Linked DNA regions of Gasterosteus aculeatus: region 1 is linked to region 2. A link is a contact called in public Hi-C data. All regions are on one chromosome and are shown on one strand. The core of a region is the stretch at or near the end of the contact, and the rest is flanking DNA. Distances in the headings are between cores, read along the strand shown. Region 1 overlaps cntln (centlein, centrosomal protein). Region 2 has its middle 4.9 kb from the start of LOC144411604.

Region 1 (3,871 bases), core at 390-2,889, 250 kb before region 2:
CCCTCTTGTTTTAGGTTTCCTCTCCTCTGTTGAAGACACGCATGCCGTGTCCCCCGGGAGGGAGGGAGAGAGCGAAGTAGGAGTGATCGAGTGGGAGAGAGGAAGGAGAGGAGAATGAAAAGCGAGGCTGGGGCTGCAGTTGCCGCGGTGCACGCATTAAGAACGGCATTGATGGCAGTTCCTGTAATACAGGCTTTGATTTCACGGCGCGTATTCAGCCCTGGAGAGAGATGACACTGACATGGGGCGGATTTACTGGTGGTCCATTAGGCTGGAAAAAGGGGACACCTCTCTCTCTTTCTCGCATCTGAGCAGGAGTCTCACTGATAACTTTCCGCGTGGTACTCAATCAGAAGCAGGAAGAATTTGGAAACCAGTTGTAATAGCGACACATATACACATGCAGAAATCACAGTGACTTTGTAAAGCAATCAACAGAGACATTAGTGTAATGTCTGTATATTTTAAAAAGGTAGTGGGTTGTCTGTTGCACCCACTAATCCTGTGATAATCCGGCCCTTACGTGTTTGAGGAGGGTAGTGCACTCGGCACGTGAAGAGATAAAGCTGCTAGATTTGCGAAGCCATGTCAGAGTACACTGCAAAGTGAAGTAGACAAGGAAGTAATGACAGAGTGAAGTAGATAATCCAAGTTACAAAAATGATCCTGTATTTGGATGATACGCATGACTAGCACATTTTGTCAAGACCTTGGTAGAAAGAGGAGGGAATGCTTTACCTGTCACCTGAGGTTTTAAGCTTCTTCAGCTATTCCTTCAAGATCAAATGGTTTGGATAATCTGTCTAAAACCTTCATGGTTTATTTGCAACCATCAAAATAATCTGATTGTTGGTATAACTTGGCACATTGGACTTTGTTGCAGTAATATTACCGTGGTCGCTAAACCCCACCACTAGCATCATAACCAAACCAAGTAATAATAGGAATCATCTTTTTCTGAAAATACTGTAGCAGCTATTAAAATGCAGTTAGAAACTCATACAGCGACTACAGACGGAAGTTAGATAAAACAAGAAGCAGCCTAAATAATGAAAGGTTAAGTGGTACACACCGTTCCCGCCCCATTGAACATCTGATATTGCAATAAATTGAGAGAAGATGCTTTTGGAGAGTTTTACAATTATTCAGCTTTTTCCTGCTCCAAACCTTCCACTATCCAAGACCGGTCGATCTCTAGGCAACACAAACAAGTTTCTGAGAAACTGCCATGCTACTTCTCACATGATGGCCCCTGTGGAGGCTGTCCTAGGCCAATTACAAGCAGAGAGTTTTAGTTTGAAAGTTGGCAAGGACCGCCTGGAACAAGCCCAAAGTCCATCACCTCTTGCCCTTTGCAGAGAGGGCAACAACACATGGCTTCGGCCAGTCAGCCGGCTCCAACTTTCTCTGGTGGAGTGGCATTAATACTGCAGGAGGGGAGAGGAAACAAACAGGAAGACAACAATCCCCTCTCTGTCCACTCATTGACAGTGTATATGTGTGTGTGTGTGTGTGTGTGTGTGTGAGTGTGTCTGTGCAACCTCGTGTGGCTTTACTGCTGTGCCTCAGTCTAAGGTCTCGTTGGGCCTTAGCAATCAGATTCCTGGGTGGGGGCACAAGGGCCACTTCCTAGACAGCAGCACTATAAGGGCCGCACTCTGACCTCTGTGTGTGTGTGTGTGTGTGTGTAGGTGTAATATACTGTATCTGTACCATTCACTCATTAAACATAAGGACATACAGGCACATACGCCTAATCAGGCGCCCAGTGGGACCTCACTGGCTGCTGCCGCTATTTCTGAATCCACCAAAAGAAGTCTCCTGCCTGTCTGATTAACGACTATCCGTCTAGGTGTTGGTGTGTGTATTTGTGGGCACAAAGTGTGTGTGTGTGTGTTTTTGTGTATGTTGGTTTGTAAAAGGACAACCTGGCAGGTGAGGTACATTTTAGGGCCAAAGTACTTGGTGTTTTATTTATAGTCCTTAGCAAGTCTAACAGTTTCCTACCTGGAGGCAGATACTAAATAACTAAATGAGTGTGTGGCAGTGGTCACCGCGTGTGTGTGTGTGTGTGTGTCTGCACACACGGGGTCTTGCATACAGCGAAATGTTAGTGCAAGTGACACAGACTGCTGTGGAGGAACTGCCTTGTTGAAACATTCAGCGAGACAACAGCAGAGTGGAAGAGAGGAAAAAAGAGGGAGAGAGATCATCGTCCCCCCTCCTGATCCGTGCCGCTGACCTCCACAGAAAAGAGTCGCCCTGAAGCCATTTATTGTGCGTGATAGACGCACTGCACTCACAAATAAAGAATAAAGAAACACATCAATGAAAATTACCAACACTTTCCAATTGACTGATTTCCCTGTTAATGTTACCTGTGCTCGCTGCTCGCTGATCCAGAGTTTCTCGGTGAGGGAGTCGAGTTGTGCCGTGTTTTTCTCATTGGCCCTTCGAAGCTCCCTGGCAGAAAGCAGAGCGTCTTTCTTGGCACTTCGCAGTATGTCAATGTGATGCTGGAGGGACTCTGTGCGCTGCTGCAGAGAAGAGGAGGAGTAGTGCCGGGTCTTCATTAGCATCCTCTTCTTCCTCCTCCACCTCCTTTCCTCTCCTCTCGTCCCTCGGTCCCACGGCTCATGCTGTTCAACGTCTAACAGGAGGAAGTACACGCAGGCACCTCAGAGTCGACAAGTGCAGCGAACAAATCCCTATTTAGAAGCTACTGGTGGGAGTTAACAGGCTTATGTAAAAGTGTATCTGTGTATGCACAGGTGAAAATGGTGATATATTTAACTACTTGAATGATTAACATTTTCCATTTATAACCAATTCAAGAGTGTCAAGTTCCAAAAACTAACAAAAACGAAGCTTGTTAACTTCTGAGATACTTGTTTCCGATCGACAGCATGTACACGCATCGAGTGTTCTTCCTGCTGCAATTAATAGTCGATTAGACTTTTTGTAGTTCTGCAGGGGTGTGAAAAAGGAAAACTCATGCTACCTCGGGCCGGAACATGTTTATTTTTCCAGTCGGATTCGGCTCCTGTTGGCGCTGTGTTTGACATCAGTGAACACCTGTAGGACTGAAAGAACAGAAAAGACAAGAGACAGAGATGAAAAGCAGCTGTTAGGTTTAACACCGGTTGACATGTTGTGCCTCCTGAAACGCAGCTCATAATGACACCATGATCACAGGCTGTGCTCAGTTTAACGCGGCAAGACAAATCACCCGGTGTTTTAATAATTCACCTGAGCGCGTTCGACTGACTTCGACGCAAATGCTCCTCAGGCCGGGTATTACTTCTGACAGGCGCCTGCACACTCCGCCTCTGTTCGATCACCGCGGAAAAGCCGAGACTCACTCTTACAGTATGACTTGTGTGCGTGCAGTCATTTGGTCTGCACATGTGTGTGTGTGTGTGTGTGTGACACACTCCCGAATGCACCATCGTTTGTAGTGACATCAAAGAAGCCCCCCCGCCCCTTTCTTGTCTGCCTGTTTCCTTTGTACAAAGGGTCAGGTAGGAGCTGATCAGTGCCAGGTTTGATCACACGGTGCCTTGCAGAGAGAAGAGTGTGTGTGTGGGGGAGGGTGGGGGACCCTTTGGCGTGTCATGAGGGGCCGGGGGCTGTCACAGCGAGCAGCCCGGGAAGAGCTGATGAGCACATTTAGCGGATCTGGAGCGGTGAAACTCAAGGGGATCTGAGAGTGAGGGTCCTGACAGCTCCCAGGCTACATGTACTACAACAGCCGCCTCCACCATCTACCGAGCTCCCCTCCTTGTGGAGACCGAATATCTTTAAAGGGTCCCCTTTTTTCCCCACTTCTCTCCCTTCTTGACGGACACATCTCTCTGGGGTTCGGAGCTGC
Region 2 (3,678 bases), core at 678-3,177:
CCAAATCTGACTTTGAATGTAAATATTGTATCTATAAAAGACATCGATAATAATAATAATAATAATAAAGGTTAAAATTTGCACATTGTATATAATACATTTAGCGGTAAGTTGTCAGATGAAATAGTCACCACGCTTATTCTCGGTCATGATTGAGGAGTCTTGATTTGAGAAGTTGTAGATTCAGGTATCATACTGCCACCTACTGGTTGAGACCTTAGAGTCAGATGTTCACTCAGAACGCTCACGAGTTCCTCATTATTCAGTCATTTCAGGAAGGACAACCACTGCACCAATGACATCTATGGAAATGAAATATTACATTTGGTTTTACTTCAAATGAAGGGTAATATCGTCCGACATCTGCATTGACTCGAGGAGGAAATGTCCCATGGATGCCTGGACTAATCATCATGGGTGCTTTACAGATGTAGTTGTTCCATCAAGACTCCTCACTGACCTCAGTTGGGCAAAAAAAAAAAGTGTATGTGAAAAGTTCCCTTTTGTTTGATGGATGGGTTGTACGTATAATGGCTGGGCATTACCTCAGCAAATAAACCAGCCTTGACATTCCCTGCGCGGGAACATCTGGGACGCCCCAGAGACAGGATCAAAGGCCTTGCGCGTCCTTGGACTTTATCTGTGCCAAACATGCAGCGCAAGCTCTAGAACGGGTATCAAGCGCATTTCAGTCATCATCATCTGCACTTGCTGCGTTTGTCAGTAATCAGCAATTTTCTATTTAATTCGTTAGGAGTCATATTCCTCGGTGTTTTCGTCATGGTAACAGCGGGGCTGGGAGCAGCACAGCGCCGCTCGAAAACACGGTGAATACATTTCTGAGCTTATTACCCCGCAATAAAATAATATCTTTGTGTAAGAGTAAACTTGAATGTGATTTTGAAAATCAAGTACTACACTGATTGATCTTTTTCAGCACTTTCCAATTGACACGTCGGACTGTACCGCTCATCAACGCGGCTTTCATCTGCACTGCACTGTACTGTGGGGGCTGGAGGTGCTGCAACACAATCCACATTACGTGGGCCTTGTTTGGAGAGAGCCAGCCAACTGCATAACCTTAATTAGTCAAGCTGTATTCATTCAAGTGATCACAATGGCCTTCACAGTAGTGAAGAGAAGCATCTGTCACTAAAACTCAAATGATTTTTCAATCTTTCCACTCAGTGAAATACATTTACTGCATGTTTAACAGCATATAACATAATCTGATGATTATCCCGTGCCAAAGAATTGTAATTAAATCTTGTCTAGGCAAATATTTAATTTTTTTAACTTACAAATAGTATACAAAATTGTTTGAAAAAAACTTTTTTAAAAAGTAATAAATTGAAAGTCACAAGAATTGCTTGTTTTTTCCCCAAGAAAATGGGAATATATGTAATTTATAATCATCCACGTCAAATTCCTCTATGTGTAACATCTGTGGCAATGAATGGCTTCATATTCTAAAACAAAGAAAAAGACAGCAAATCTTCACTTTTAAGAGGCTCAAACCAAATATTTGTAATATTTTCCTTATTTAAAAACGTTTCAATTGCAGGATGATTAAAATGGTTTGCTATTTATTTTATGTTAATGGTCTAATCAATACATTTGTAAATGTTTTTTAGCAGAAATCTTGTCCACTTTAATGTACGTACATTCACAATGCATGAAAGCCCAGCGAATCTGCCTCGGCAAAAAAAGAAAAAAGGACAAGATGAGGTTTATCTGGGATTACTCGCTTTCCCAGGTGCATGAGTTTCATTGTGTTTGCCATTTCTAAATCTCCCCGAGGCTGTGCATCTGCTGCTCTCCAGCCTGCACAACTGGGAGAGAGGGAGGTGGGGGAGCAGGATGTCACTTTTATGAACCGGCAGTGGTGGAGAGTTGGGGAAATGACGCAAACAAGCCGTGGTGGTGAGGCAGGGCCTTTGGAAGGGCAGGTTGCAGGGATCGCCTGCACCTCGGCAGATGTGCCTCGGTGTCACTCCACATGCGCGGCCGAATGAATCACCCGGACAGATGTTTAACGTCAAGGCCGGGCTGTCACGCCGGCCAAGACACGCACGTGCACCGACCAGCCGGTGCAAAGACACGCATGCACGCAGTACAAATTATCACTACATCAGGATGTGGCTCCGCGAGGGATCAGACGACCACGTTCACCTCGATGTGACTTTGACGACAAAAAAAGCAGAAATACGGATTGGACTAAACCTAGAGACATTCTTTTGTAAAAGTGAAATAAATACACACAATGCGCTGACAAAAATACAGTTCTGCTCAAACTCACTGAGCCTTATGAAATGTTTCTACAGAATAATGTATTTTCAGACACTATTTGATCTGTGTCTTGTAGCATTCTGACACAACCTGTCAATATTGAAAGATTTTTTAGAAAACTCCACCAGCATCCTCCCACACAATTCTTTTCTTTTGTGGGACCTTTCATGACAGTATAAAGATATTTTGTCAAGGCAAATTTCCACCGACATACTACACACTGATGGGGTTTTATTCTAGATGTTTTGGGGTTTGTTTTAAAGTTGTTTTAAGGTGGGTATGAGGAATAAAACTGCAGACATTATAAAGCAGATGCTTTCCACATTTGTAGTGTCGCACTGCCATGTTGTAACAAACACATTTTATGGACGAATGGCACGGTTAGGGTTAATTCAGACTACGTATTTAATTCCAAAACATTCGCAATTAATTCATACATTTCTACGTAGCCCACTGTCCTTTAAGGTGAACAGCGACAATAAAAGGCTGGACAGATTTTCTCGGAAAATTAAACAATTTTGTGCGTGCCTCGGTACCAAGAATGTTGACAATCGCTGCAATAGAATAGAGCAATTGAAGGTAGGGAGCTTTTAAGAAAGTGTGGCTGGATCTTTGAGAACATTCTTTAGGCCCTTTTTCCCTCTTTTGGAGAAAACCCAGGCAGATAAAAGGAAACACTCGGGTGGATTAAAGTGTTCAGAATGCATCAGCATCAAACCACTAGAGTTTTTGCCCTCTACATTTTTCAAACACAGTCAATAGATCTAAATATTTTACTGTGCCCTGGCCGATTTATTGTTTGATGTTTAAAAACTACTGGGGAATGAAAGAAAATTCATTAAAGAAGATGGCCCCAGAAAGAGGCCCGGCGATCAGCTTTGAAAGTCTAGTTTAACTGCTATATTGATCATTCTCTTTCTTCTGTGACAAAGGCCACCAGGGACGCTGGAGGTGTCGGTGGATGAAGGCGCGCTGCCAATAACACCAGACGTGTGTGTGTGTGTGTGTGTGTGTGCGTGCGCACTGAAGGTGAAGCTGGGAATAACACTACGTACGTGGGGGAAAAAAATCCAATAACTCAAAAATGACCAAACAACATCACGTTTTTGGGGATTTCTTGCTGGTCAAACGCGGTGCGGTTCAGGCGAAGCAACATGCGCCCGGGAGAGGAGAGCACAATATTTGGGAACTTAATTATATAGCTTTGGGGGGGGGAGCCGGTGATGGAAATATCAAGACAAGTGTTTCTCGGTTTCATTGCGCATCCCTAAATTCATTGAAGGACGGTAATCTGTCTCAGGAAATTGTGTGCGTTGTGTGTCACAAAGCAGAAGCAGCTCTGCCATTATTGACTATTCGTCTGAACAATGTCAATAGTCAATTTACAAA

The links. Hi-C and Micro-C count contacts between places; a contact is called where the count stands out from the background.
Region 1: a Hi-C map of skeletal muscle shows a contact between it and region 2, with 2.5 times the contacts expected there. The contact joins two enhancer-like sites. A contact is called at or near these places in 2 of 6 Hi-C or Micro-C datasets (skeletal muscle and whole body).

Annotation. Positions count from the first base shown.
Region 1 is chr9:16,038,754-16,042,624 of fGasAcu3.hap1.1, reverse strand. It overlaps cntln (centlein, centrosomal protein), which reads right to left. Exons shown (of 27, transcript XM_040187168.2): 18 at 3,002-3,083; 19 at 2,379-2,650. Among protein-coding and RNA genes, the nearest start is that of sh3gl2a, 33 kb to the left of the region's middle. Within about 2 kb of position 1,639, at least 1 of the 9 cell types and tissues checked has open chromatin away from gene starts, as enhancers often do.
Region 2 is chr9:15,790,335-15,794,012 of fGasAcu3.hap1.1, reverse strand. No RefSeq gene overlaps it. Among protein-coding and RNA genes, the nearest start is that of LOC144411604, 4.9 kb to the right of the region's middle. Within about 2 kb of position 1,927, at least 1 of the 9 cell types and tissues checked has open chromatin away from gene starts, as enhancers often do.